Linked DNA regions of Nothobranchius furzeri: region 1 is linked to region 2. A link is a contact called in public Micro-C data. All regions are on one chromosome and are shown on one strand. The core of a region is the stretch at or near the end of the contact, and the rest is flanking DNA. Distances in the headings are between cores, read along the strand shown.

The links. A called contact is a pair of places that touch in the nucleus more often than the background predicts.
Region 1: a contact with region 2 is called in a Micro-C map of tail fin, with 3 times the contacts expected there. The contact joins the promoter of LOC107376557 here to the enhancer-like site in region 2. A contact is called at or near these places in 2 of 2 Hi-C or Micro-C datasets (skeletal muscle and tail fin).

Annotation. Positions count from the first base shown.
Region 1 is chr12:55,524,339-55,527,038 of NfurGRZ-RIMD1, reverse strand. It overlaps LOC107376557 (target of myb1 like 2 membrane trafficking protein), which reads left to right and starts at 1,348. Exons shown (of 14, transcript XM_070542721.1): 1 at 1,348-1,505. The coding sequence starts at 1,454. It overlaps drc3 (dynein regulatory complex subunit 3), which reads right to left. Exons shown (of 13, transcript XM_054750535.2): 1 at 2,283-2,700; 2 at 378-529; 3 at 179-295; 4 at 1-97. The coding sequence starts at 519.
Region 2 is chr12:55,483,651-55,486,350 of NfurGRZ-RIMD1, reverse strand. srebf1 (sterol regulatory element binding transcription factor 1) reads left to right here. Exons shown (of 19, transcript XM_015945703.3): 17 at 84-308; 18 at 708-819; 19 at 948-2,249. The coding sequence ends at 1,168. Among protein-coding and RNA genes, the nearest start is that of srebf1, 19 kb to the left of the region's middle. Within about 2 kb of position 1,395, at least 2 of the 3 cell types and tissues checked have an H3K27ac peak or open chromatin away from gene starts, as enhancers often do. A contact at or near this core is called in tail fin, where this site is marked.

The DNA of each region.
Region 1 (2,700 bases), core at 99-2,598, 41 kb before region 2:
TCCAAGCGAGAGATATTGTTGTTGGATAAATTCAGCACTTCAAGCTTTTTCAAACCATCCAGGCCTTCAATTTTTGTGATTTTATTGTAGGACAGATCTAAAAGAAAGAATCTAAACGTGAGCATTCCACTGATCAGATTCTTACCAGTGTACACACATTCATGACAAGATTCCTCACTGAGCCAGGTGAGATTATAGAGGCTGTCCAGGCCCTCGATCTTCTCTATCAGGTTGTGAAACAGGTCAAGTTTGACCAGAGATGTGAAGTCGTGTAGAATGTCAATCTTCAGGATGTCTGTAAACAAATCAGCTCACACATAACCAGACACAAACACCTCGCATTGATCGATTAGTCGATTCAAATGATCTGTTCTCACTTTTCAGGTTCAAGTGTAACTGACTGATATCACTCATGTCAACAGTTTGTTTGCCTCCACAAAGTTTCTTGATGTTTAGGGCTTCATCCCTTGTTGCATCCATCAGCATTCGCGTGTTCATCAGAGTGGGCTGTGAATTCATCACGTTTATCCTGTTTGGAAATAAACACACACTGGGCTTTAATTTACACCCTAAGTTATTGTGTTAAGTTAAATTTGTTCAGTTAAAATTATCATAAATATTGGACGATGTGTAAAGGACTGGCTCTAACAGTAGCGTATACGGAAACGTCTTACGAGATATTAAACACGTTATTACAAGAAAGTTTCTTGTTAATACGTAATAACGAGGTACTGATCCTTCATTTTCCCCTCCGCGCTTCCCCAGCTTGTGTGAGAATCGAATATTTTAACAATAATACTCACCACTGACAACTAAAAAACGTAGTCACCGCTCTTTTTTATAGGTATAGTGGGTAAATAAACGTTTAGACCAACGGATTACACGGACAGTACGCCTTGTTACTTGTTACTTAGCAACAAGTAGCGTTTCAGATGCGTTCAGGTACGTCTAAGACAAAGTGTTAAAATAAAACATCAACCTGTTCCACTATTATGTAGGTTTGATTGCGACATTAACACAACTTAAAACTAAACTTAGTTATCAACAATGACTTTATGTACATTTAATTTCAGTTAACATGTTTTAAAAGACCAGTACTCGCTAAAATATTACGATTCTCTTGTCGTTTTATTTACGAAAATAATTGATTTTCATAATTTTAACGCTTTGGCAAATTGTTTAACTTTAAACCGGTGAAAGGATTATTTAAAAAAAAGAAGGAGCAAAATGAGATTTCGTAGAGAAAAACGCGTTTTGTTCTAATATAGCTTGGAAAACTTTGTTGACCAGAGCTTTAGGATACCAATTATGACTGACAATAATTTTAACCAATTGAATTGAAGCTTTGCGTTTTTCGTCCAATAGGGTCTTTGTGTAGGCGGGGCCTACAGGTACCGCCGCGGCCTCTGGGCCTCAGCCCCTGTCATTCCCAAGCGGATCGTTTGTTGTCAAAATGGACTTTTTACTTGGAAATCCTTACAGCACTCCTGTTGGCCAATGCATAGGTACGCCATTCGTCAATGTTTTGCCAAATTATGTGGCGCTTTCTCTTTAGAGCATATTTTTAAACGTACTCTTCGTATGAGCGGAAAAAGCGAGCTGGCTGGCATCTTTTCTAGCAAACGTCATCTGCGTGGAATGAGCTCCCAGCTAATGTGTTAGCTAGCACCTCTAGATAACTTTCGTCCGCCGCTAACAGTCACTCACAAAAGCTCTATGCGTTTGTTTGTCTTAAAACTTTCCAGGGTGTGTGTTTTTAAATAAAAAGTGTGGCTCTGAGATTACGCTAATGTTGCTGTCAGTCCCTGAACGATAGATGGCCAGATTCCTTGGTCAGCCTTGTTGTCCTGAGCTAGAAACCTTCACGTTCTTGTCCAGCAGATATGAAACAAAGCATGTGTGAGTCTAACACATTCATTTGTTGTGACTTCATCAGTTAGCACAACCTTAGATTAGGTCAGTTGTTACCAGTGTCTGATCGATCATTTATGCAAATGATGGAAACGACCTATTTTTTTTACATGAACCATAATCAGAAAGGCTTTGAATTGACTTTATTTTCACTTTTCTTTCAGTAACAGTGTTATTGCTCGTCTTCAGCATTTCCTAGAGTTGTCTCTAGATCTCTGCAGTTCATCCTCTCCAGGCTGAGGCTTTATTTAATCAGATTTCTGTTGCCCTGATAGTAATTTGTACTCTTCAACGGAGAGGACAAGTCATCATTTCACCTGGCTTAAAGAAAGGAGACGCTTCATAATATGACTAACAAGAGTTTAACTTACTGAAACAAGTAGATGAAGGGAAGTCACTAAATACTATAGAAAACACAGGTGCCGACCGGTGGTGCTGACAAGTTAAATAATGGAAGGATGAGGCTTGAAAGACCATAATGAAGAGAGATGGCTCAGAGAGGGACTTTGCAGCTTTTGTTGGCAAGTGCTTGGTGCAGCTTGGCACTATTAAAGCCACGTGATCACCACCGTTGTGTCAGTGTACCAGGATCTAGAAGGGAGGTGACGCCACACCATAATGAATTATTGCTTTTAACTTGTCTGCACAGCTTTAATTACTTGGGGCCATTCTTGCACATTTTACAGTTTGTTTGATTCTGTCTTCCTCTCTCCTTTCGTCACTGTCCTGCTGTGACACAACAATCCACTTGAGGAGCTTACTTGAGATGTGACTGAAGGAGAGGGTTTA
Region 2 (2,700 bases), core at 146-2,645:
TGGGACTTTCATGATCATGCAGGATTATCCTCCAGAACCTAAAGCCTCATGTTCACCATCTTCTCCTGCTCATTCTTCCATAGGTTGTGCAATTGCTGGTGTGTGACCTGCTGTTGGTTTTGAGGACAAACATCTGGCGTGTGCAGCAGCAGGGGGCGTGCCCTACGGGTCCTGCAGGACCTGTGCCAGTGGGCACTAGTGTCCCTGCCGGCCATCACCAGGCATCTCCACCAGAACTTCAGGGCTTTCAGCAAGATCTCAGCTCTCTACGCAAGCTGGCACAGAGCTTCAGGCCAGCTATGAGACGAGTAGGTCAAACTTTGACGTTTTTAGATTTCGTACTGAAGTTCAAAAAGATCAGCTTTAGAAACCAGGTGGATAGGCGAGGGACGACTCGAGACTCGGCTCTGTAAGAGGCACAAATGAAAGGAAGCTTTCTGCTGGAAGAGCTAAAAAGAATCTTCTTCACACGCACACACACACACTCGCACGCACACGCACGCACACACACACACACACACACACACACACACACACACACACACACACACACACACACACACACACACACACACACACCCTGAGGCTGATGTGTACTCAGAGCGTTTTAAGTCTCTCTGAGGAAGAGCTGAACATTAGGTGTGAGTCATCATCACTCACCCCCCCACCCCACCCCCCCTCCTCACACCGCTCTTCTCTCCTTCCAGTTGTTTCTTCATGAAGCCACAGCCAGGCTGATGGCCGGGGCCAGTCCCACCAGAACTCACCAACTTCTGGATCGCTCGCTGCGACGCAGAACAACGCCAGGAGCCAAGACAGGTGACGATTTGCCATTTGAAGCTTTTTTTTTGTTATATCAGGCTGATTTTGTCTGCTTGCTCAAGAATAAACAGAACCTGTGTGTACAAGAGAAGCTTCTGATGGAGTGTTTTTTGTTTGCGTTGCAGAAGAGTGCGAGGCGCGGCCCGGCCAGAGGGAGCAGGCTGAGGCTGTGATGCTGGCGTGTCGCTACCTTCCTCCCTCCTTTCTGTCAGCTCCGGGCCAACGGGTGGGCATGCTGGCTGACGCAGCACGCACCCTGGAGAAGCTGGGAGACAAGAGGACCCTTCACGACTGCCAGCAGATGATCATCAAACTGGGCAGTGGCACCACCGTCACCAACACCTAGAGCAAAGGGAAGGCTGGGACTCGCATGTCCTGTAGAATCATCCGCTCTAAATGAAAGCGCACACAGACCTAAACAAAACCAGCTGTTTTTATTTGGATCCCTTCCACAGGCTGGCGTGACCCACACACCAGAATGCACTTACAGTCTTCGCTCTGTTGGGTGCTTCACTGTCACACATTGACCACAAGGAGGAGCCAACTTATCCCTGAGGTGGATGATGACGCAGCAAAGAGATGTTTGCCCTGCAGTCCTTCACAGAGCTCCACCTCCCACCGAGCCTCGGTGTGTGTGTGTGTGTGTGTGTCTGGCTGCTCTGTTGTCTACAGGGTGCAGCGTCTCTTTATCTGTGGGAGAAAAACAACCAAACTTTTGTTCAGGATCGGCTTTTGGAGCTGGTTGTAGTAGCCATCCGCTGCACAGGATTTAAATCTGAAAGAAAAGACTAATGATCCCCTTGCTTTGTCTGCACTACGCCTGTATGGCTGCTTTTAATGAGCTAAAATAATGACAATATGGCTTTATGAAGGTATTTTCATAGAGATTGTGTATTTGTTTTGCCTTGTACATATTTTCTAATGTATTTATAATCTGACAGAACTTTGATTTGGCAGATAGTTTTGATAAGCAGCTCTCTGGTATTCTTAGACAGCATTACAGTATTGTATCAAATACATGTCAAAACTGTGACATCATCAGATTATTAGGCTCTCAGCGTTTGGGTGTTGATCCAACTATGATATCTAAAGAAGGAGCATTCGTCTTTAACACCTCTGAAAGTACTAAACGATGCCCTGTTAGATCTTTAAGCCGTTACAGTTTCTTGTTCTTCGAGAACCACATTTTTTTTATGGATTGTAAAAATATTTATAACCGTTCACTAACATGATTTGTGCGAACCGTGGAGCTGCCACTGTCTTAAAGTACATTTCCTGTAACTCATTGTTCTTGTCTCTTGTTACTCGGTTTCATCCCTATCATGTAAATATGAAATCATTTTGTAAAGAGGTTCTACTGTAATGCTTTTATTTTTATTGGTAATGTGTGTTGATGCCAAAAGAGAAATAAAAGTATGTTCAAGGTTTTGGTGACGTACAAAAATATATTTATAAAGGACTATGTTTCAGTTTCATTGTTTAATTAATGTAATTAGTGTCTTTTCAACAGAGAAAAAAAGTTGAAAATTCTTCCAGTGAATCGTTAGAGTTGTCATGGTAACCAAACACCTGTGTTGCTTACTTTCTGGTGACATCGACTGGCAGGCGCAGACTGAATTGTAAAAGTGAACAGCGAGAGCTTCTGGTAGCAACACACGAATTTAGATGTTTCTACAGTGTTTTTACTAGAAGATATGACAAATAAAAACAGAACCTGCCAGCCTATAGCTGCAACGGCAAATTTGGAAAACAATTAGCTTAACCCTCCCACGGTCCTCCTCAATGAGGAGTGAGCACCACCTCACCCCTGCCACATGGACCTCAAGGGATAAACCATCAACCCTGCTCAATGGTCAACTTTCCTCGTGGGGTCACCCA